Regions from separate parts of the Ovis canadensis genome. Here region 2 is linked to region 1. The links are chromatin contacts, called in public Hi-C maps. All regions are on one chromosome and are shown on one strand. The core of a region is the stretch at or near the end of the contact, and the rest is flanking DNA. Distances in the headings are between cores, read along the strand shown. Region 1 holds the start of SLC2A3 (solute carrier family 2 member 3). Region 2 has its middle 29 kb from the start of FOXJ2.

Region 1 (3,922 bases), core at 640-3,139:
TCAAAGACTTACTAGGAAAAAAAAGTAAACTATTTAATATATATTAATATATATACTTACATTATTTGTTCAAATAGTATTATTTTGGCTATCAGGTCAAATAAAATAATTATGAAAATCAATTCTTCTAATGTTTTTCTTTTAAAAATTTTAATGTGGTCACTTAGAAAACTTATATAAATGGCTTAGATTGAATTTCTGCTGGCAGCGCTGCCATACAGGATATTCTTTGTCCTTAGGCTGCTAAACTCAGTTGCTGTGGTAACTAAAGGGGCCTCCTGGCTCAGGGTTTCCTGGAATACAGGGGGGTGACGCGGGGGAGGGGAGGCAGGACTCATGGGAAGGTTTTTTTGGAAGTCACGTTTCACTCATCGCCAGTTTTCTCCGCTAACAGCCAGACTGAATAATGCCTTCATTTAGTGGTGATAATTTTGTAACGTATATAAATATCAAACCAGGTGTGACTGAGTTCTCTTCTCTGTCCACCTGAAACTATCACAACATTGTTAATCGGCTATACTCCAATATAGAAGAAAAAGTTTAAAAAGATAAAAACAAAAAACTTTTATCCCCCCAAAATAATAAAAAATACCGAATCAGTATGTTGTACACCTAAAACTAATATAAAAATGTCAGTCAATTATACTTCAGTTGGTTTTTTTTTTTAATCCTCATTTAAGGACAGACCACATGAGGTGGTTTGTTTCAGGCCCCGTAGTGCCAGTTTGGATTCCAGGTGCCCAACCAAAACCCCAAAGGAAGATACACTATCAGCAGTGACTCCTCCAGCCAAATTCTACCTCTTCACCTGTTTCTGCCCCTCTTCCCCCGGCTGGGGTTGCTAGGCTACAGATTAATAGGCATTGGGAACTTGACTATTGATAATTTCCCACCATAAAGGCCTGACATAATTGCTCACCCAACTCTTTAACTACAACTAAACTGTCCCCCTTCCTTTACTCTCACATGGGAGTCACTTCACTGGCCTTTTATTTTCCTTCATCTTCCTCTGCTCTCATTTTCCTTCTATCTTTTTCCTCCTCATCTTGCTCACTTCTCTTGTATGGCTTGGAAATCAGATGTGTATCTCATGCTTTTCTCTCACAGCCTAGAAGGAATAGGATGTTGGCAGTTCTCTCCAGCTGTGTAAGAAGCAGTTGCCCTGGTCCCTCTTGAATGTTTGAAGTGGAAGAAGGGGAGCACCGTCGATTCCTGAGGGCCTGGATTTTTTGATCTTCTCTAATGATGAATCCCCAACTTCTTTCTGATACACAGTTTGTGCTCTGCAAATAAAATACCTGTTTAATGGAACCTTACAGCTGTTCTCTCTCTAGATGCTGTCAACATGGGACTAGGGGCAAAACACTGCAGAGTGGGTGGGATTCAGCTGGGTGGGAAGCTGGTGAACAACATTTTCAGGAGTGTGGATTGTGTCCCAGGCCAGCTGATTCTCTGCTTCCTGGAACCCAGGAAGAATTGGTTTGGCTCCTGGATATTCAGGTTTTCTCCCAGGAGAGACTATGCTAAGTCAGAGGGCAAGTGGAGCCAAAAGCTCTTCCAATTCTTCCTTCTTTGGCTTTCCTTCTCCAGACTGTCCTTCCCTCCCCTCCAAGATTGTAGACACAGCCTGCAATCAAAGAGCAGCTGATAAAGTCATAGGATTATGAATGTTTTCTGTTCACATCCAGCGACCTTTGCCGAATATGGATAGCCTTTATTCTCACCTTTTTACGGATTGATTCAATTCTGAGCCCTTGCGAGAGCAAAAAATAAAGTGTATCTGCCCTCCCTCCAGGGTTTTTCTGGTAGCATTTTGTCTGTGAAACGTGCTCTTAAAACGGGGAAGGAGGAGAAGCTTTAAAAAAAAAAAATGAAGTAGGGTGGGGGCAGGATGTGGTTTTTCAAAGCAGGCTTGAAGGGTGGGTTGGGGGGTGTTGCCTAGGGAGGGGGCAGTGTTTGAGGTCTACACTTACGAGGAGCTCCAAAGATTGGAGGCGGGTAGGGTGGGGCTGGGGGCTTGTCTCCCGGGCTCCGCCCTCTCCGAAGCTTATATAGGCGCATGAGATATAGGCTCCGCTACTGAGGACCTGGAGGAAAACTTGCCGCCGATAGAGGACATTTTGGAGGTTTTGCTGCCTGGAAGAGGGGTCTCTGGAGTCCCACTCCTAGATCTTTATCGAAGATTTGAAAAGAATTAAATTAGGGCCATGGGGACCACGAAGGTAAGAGCGATACGGTTACCGGTTATTTTTGCCGGCTTGGGTTGCACTTGGAAAGGCAAGCTATACCGGCGTTGGCTGAGCTCTGTTCCGCGGAGTCACCTAGCAATCTGGAAGCCTTTCCCATTGCTCTCCCAGCCTGCAGTGCCGCACTTCCACAATTCTTTTCGGATGTCATGTCCTATGAAGGATTTATCCCAGTTCCATTCACCTTCTTGGTGTGGGAAAAGTCACCTGGAGAAGTTGTTTGTATTACACACATGGGTGTGTGTGTTTGTGTTTTCTTTAATACAATTACATGCTTTTGAGGATGTGAAGTTGAGCGTTCAGGGGATCGGGGGCGTATGGTGGTGTTGATGCTTTAGACCTTGAAAAGACCTGAGGTTTGTTTTCGGGGTGCCGGGTCGGTGTCCAGCCATCATCTGTTCTATGACTTGTGGGATTCCCTGAATTACCTAACGAGAGAGAATTCCATGATTGTAACAGCACAGTATATTTATTATTGAGTGTTGTGGATGCGGTATTTGCTGGGAGAAGGGCATTTTCACTAAGGTAATTTATCTGAAAATAAAAGATGGGAGAAGGGATGAAAAAGTAGGAAGGCCCTCAGGAGTTAAATGATGAGAGAAAATAAGAGGTTTCTACTAAAAGGAGTGAATGAAATAGAAAGCGCTGCCCCCGCTGGCCTCGGGGGTACTTAGATGCCGGTGGAGGCAAGGTCAATTTGGGGGAACTGTTAACTCGAGGCCTGCCACTGCCTGACTTGATAGGGAAGGAGTTTAAGATGAGAAAGGGTTGGCGGGGGCGGGGAGCTCTCAGGCATAAAAACTGAGCTCTCTTGGGGTGGAAATTAAGATCACACCTACTAGAATTATCCCCGACAAGGTGAGTGATGACTGGGTTGGTTTCAGCACAGCCCCCTCACAAAATGTCTCCATTTTGGATTGGGAGTCAGCTTGTTCTCGCCCCCTGGTGGGTGGGTGGGGGATAGCAGTACCTCTTTAAGGGAACGGGAAGAATTTCAGATGGGACCAAGGAAGGGTACGGTGGTACGGCGGGCGGATCCTGCAGATTCTGTGACCCAGAGTTGCGAGCAGCCTGGTGATGACGACACATCAGTACCACTCGTGCTTTTGTGGAATTTGGGGTACGGGTGAGCCTACACAGGCTCTAGCTGGTCGCAGAATAATCTGTTCTAAGAACAATCCTAAGGCTTTGCTGTCTGCCCTCAGTTTTTTCTATCCCTGAGCACAATTCTGTGCTTGCCTGGGGATTTATTTACCTGGGGCTGCTGTTTGAATACTTACAAATGGACTAACCCAGTTCTCCTAACTTGTCCCTTCTAAAATTTTCTTTCCAGAATTTCCCCAGGTTTACTCTTCATGATCATCTATATCACCAGATAAGCTCTTCAGTTCTTTTGTGTTCCTTATTCACTACCTAAACGGTTAAGTTGTTGTTTTCATACTACCAACCAGCTGAGTTCTAGTACATTAATCTCTTGTTTTTTAATTTTCTTTTTTTAAATTTTATCTTCATGGTATTTCTCTTTTTTAAATTATGAATGTATAATAACACATTTACAGGAGACTTGGAAAATACAGAACGAAGTTACACATATATTAAAATTTTTTTCAGTAGATATATCAAGATTTTTAGTTGGAATTTTCAATATCAAACTCAAAAATTAATAGAATGAATAT
Region 2 (3,922 bases), core at 763-3,262, 59 kb before region 1:
TTTAAAGGGAGCACAGATGCAGGGCGCTTGTCTTGAAAAGGAACTTAAGGTCCAGAAAATAATTATTTCTGTCATTACTATGAAGGAATGTATGATAAGAATTTTATACGGTCAATTTATATTGAGAATTAACCAGGTGGAGTTGGGTTCAGATGATCCTAATTTTGTTGCTGCTGCTAAGTTGCTTCAGTGCAACCCCATAGATGGCAGCCCACCAGGCTCCCCCGTCCCTGGGATTCTCCAGGCAAGAACACTGGAGTGGGTTGCCATTTCCTTCTCCTAACTTTGTTAGTACCCTCCAAAGCATCACAGTCAAGAGCCAGTTGGACTTCTCTCCATCAGACCTGATCACAATGTTGACCTTGGCCATGACATGCCTATTTGATCTGGTGCTTGTTGGCCTTGACCCCAGAGTGAACACAAGTATATTGTTGTCTTCTTCATGGATCACCCAGGTCAGCAGGCCTTGATGGTGGCACAGGGTCAGGCCTCCTCCTCCTGGGAGTGCTCTTCCAGGGGTGTTGGGCTGCCTTCAGAGGCAGATGTAGATGTCTTTCAGCACCGCTTCCCTCGCTTTCAGCACCATCTTTATGAAAAAGGCAAGAATCTTTAAAATGGACACCTTGATACCCACCCTGCTTGAGAAATAGAATCTCGTATGTATTGTAAGAGTCTGCCAACATCTCACCTTCTCAGAAGCATCTACTTTTTTGAAGTCTGTCTTTATCTAAAGGAGAGTGTTGTTAAGGGATATGATGGTATTGATCTAGTAGAAAGGGAAATGAGATGATATAAGGGAAATGTGTTTAGGATGAAATTCTTGAGTAAGGTGAGAGGGAAAGGAGTCAGTTCTGTGGTGGAGGGACCAGCCTTAGCCGATGGGTGGTTGTTGTCCAGTCGCTCAGTCGTGTCCCACTCTGTGCGACTCCACAGACTGTAGCCCACCAGGCTCCTCTGTGCATGGGATTCTCCAGGCAAGAATACTGGAGTGGGTTGCCATTTCCTTCTCCAGGGGATCTTCCTGAGCCGGGGAGCAGGAGACAGTTCATCCATTTCAACAAGAAGCAAGCTGAGAGTGTGGATACTGATTCAGGTAGATTTGATAATGAATTAGAATGGTGAGAAATTTCTTTCGTTTTTCAAAGAAATAAGAAATGAGATTATCAACTCAGTGTGAAAAAGGACAAGGAGATCTTGGAAATTTGAGGTGGGAGGAAAAGGTGTGAAATTGTTATACAATAGGGAGTGAATTTGGGAAAATAAAGCTTTGCAGAGCAGTTCCGAGAGCTCACTTGAGATTATCATCTAATTCAATGTGATACCAGTTAGCATGGTTGCAGGTTTTTCTCCAGTTATATTTATTTAGTTAGTGAATGCAAGCAAGCAGAGTAACTAGAGTTGGATTTAACCAAGGGTTGGGGTTTTACCCAGGAATATAACAGGAGGGAGAAAAGTGTTAAGGAGTTGCAAGTTTTTGCAAAGTAGTGCTTATAGTGATGAATCTAACCATTTAAGTTAGGGGATATGGAAAGTAAAAATAGAAGGGTGATGAAGTGAAAATTTAATAGAGTTAATAACTTAGAGATCCTGCTCCTATTAAGAAATGGTTAAAGGAGAATTCCCTGACCATCCAGTGGTTAAAACTGCCTTTCAAAGCAGGGGGTGCGGGTTTGATCAGGGAGCTAATAAGATCCCACATGCCTCATGGCCAAAACACGAGATCAGAAGCACTATCAATTTCAAGAAAGACTTTAAAAATGGTCCACATTAAAAAAAAAAAAATTGTTGGAGAGGCCATGATCAGTGTGAGATTCAAGAAACAGAGGTTTGGGAAGAAAAGCATTTATTTTTAATGACTCAGGCTAGGGTGTCACCATGAAAATGAGTGCGAGGTGGACTGGAAAATAGGATGATTGGAAATGAGCGGACAAGGAACTGAGGCCAACACAGGGCTGAACTGTTTCCAGGGATGACGCAGCCGCTAGGAATGATGACAGCAGGCGTTGTGTAACCAGGAGAATGAGTCAGGTTTTCAGATTTCCAGGGAATGAAGGGAAGTGGCCCAGGGGATCACAGACTGCAATATCCTGATGGCACACACTTCAGAGGCCCCGAGTCTTTGAAGGACTAGAGGAAGAGAAAGAGTTGGGATTAGGCAGTGTGGCTCTCCAGGCCTTCCAGTGAAACAGCTGAACCCACGCTGAGACTTGTAGAGGAGTGGGGTCCTCTTCCTTGGAAGATCAAAAAAAAGAAATGACGTTTACGCTGGACTTTGAAAGATGGAATGAATTTTGAGAGAAAAAGACGTGGAAAGATGTTTCCGAACAGAGATAAGGCCATGACCCCAGCGGAGGGAGCTAACGCTGGCGGTTCCGCCCTGGTGCCCCTGCCAAACGCCCGGGGTCGCCCCAGTCGCCTGGTAAACCATCGGCCGCTAGGTGGCAGTGTGTGCCTTTGGGGCACCCTCCCTGCTCTTGTGGGTTTACAGGAGGTGGAAATGAGAATCCAGCCGAGATGAGCTAATGATGGGTTGGTGTATTTAGTCAGGCTCGAGTGTGTGGTCCTAGAAGTGAATTGGCAGCGCCCGCAAAAGAAAAGAATAAACTTGAGAACGCTTAGGCGAAAGATCAGGCAGAAGGTTAAAGGAACGGATGGGCTTTGATGTGATATAAGAATCAGAGAAAGGCAGAGACTTGGGCAGGGGTGTGTGCGCCCGAGCAACATGGAAGGAGAGACAGATACAGTAATCTCCGTTTTGGCTTGTTGACTCAGAAAATAATTTTGAAAAACTATACAACCTGTCCCCTGCCCCGCCCCCCCATCTACCCCTCCCCCTCACACACACTCATTTTTAAGTTGATATCTAAAATGTTTTAATTACTTTCCGGGATGAGTTTCTGCTGTCTCGATGGGTTTCAGGGCTATTGTTAGCCTTTCTGGCACCTTTGTGCAGATTGAGAAAAGGGGTGCCTGGGGGGGCGGGAAGCGGAATGGGCAGTTTTCTAGGGACCCTCCCTCTGTGCAGAGAAAACATGCCCCTCCCTCTGGTTGAGGAGCAGAGCTAGCCTGTAATTGCGGCTGTATTTCAGGCTCCTCTTGCCCCTAAATTACAACCATACATGGGTCTTCCCTGGCGGTCCAGTGGTTAAGACTTCACCTTCCAATGTAGGGGCTGTGGGTTTGATCCCTGGTTAGGGAACGAAGATCCCACATGCCTTGCGGTCAAAAAGCCAAAACATAAAATAGAAGCAATATTGTAACACATTCAGTAAAGACTTTAAAAATGGTCCACATCAAAGAGGGAAAAAAAAAAAAAAAACACCACTTTTAAGAGCTTCCCTGGTGGCTCAGTGGTAAAGAATCAGCCTGCCAATGCTGAAGTTCCCCATGTGCCACAACTACTGAGCTTGTGCTCTACCGCCAGAGAAGTGCAGCTGCTGAAGCCGACAAACCATAGAGCTTGTGCACCAACTAGAGAGCGGCCTCCACTTGCTGCAACTAGAGAAAAGCCCCCACAGCAATGACCCAGCAGAGACAAAAATCAGAAAGGTAAAAAATAATCCTTTAAAAATAAAGATTTTTTAAAATGAGAAATTACAACCATATATGTGGGTTCCTGTAGAGTTTTTTAAACCTTTGATTACAAACATAACTCATTCCATATGTAAAATTATCAACTGCGTGACAAAGCCATTGTCCTTGGGCAAGGCAGTATGCCAAATCATACTTGGTTTGTGTCAGAAAAATTCTGACTTTATTTCAAATAAAAATGTTAACTTCTGTCCTTGTACCAACCATCTTCTCAACTCAGACAGATGTTCTGGAACTTTGCTGAGGGTTTGTTTTTTTTTTTTAACCAGTTGATGCTTCTAAAACTCTAGCATGTTTAGGAGTCACTTGGAAGGCTTGGTGTTACTATGAG

The links. A called contact is a pair of places that touch in the nucleus more often than the background predicts.
Region 2: a contact with region 1 is called in a Hi-C map of fibroblasts, with 4 times the contacts expected there. The contact joins the enhancer-like site here to the promoter of SLC2A3 in region 1. A contact is called at or near these places in 2 of 2 Hi-C or Micro-C datasets (fibroblasts and lung).

Annotation. Positions count from the first base shown.
Region 1 is chr3:213,267,942-213,271,863 of ARS-UI_OviCan_v2, reverse strand. It overlaps SLC2A3 (solute carrier family 2 member 3), which reads left to right and starts at 1,889. Exons shown (of 10, transcript XM_069585800.1): 1 at 1,889-2,222. The coding sequence starts at 2,208.
Region 2 is chr3:213,327,406-213,331,327 of ARS-UI_OviCan_v2, reverse strand. No RefSeq gene overlaps it. Among named protein-coding and RNA genes, the nearest start is that of FOXJ2, 29 kb to the left of the region's middle. Within about 2 kb of position 2,012, the one cell type or tissue checked has open chromatin away from gene starts, as enhancers often do. A contact at or near this core is called in fibroblasts, where this site is marked.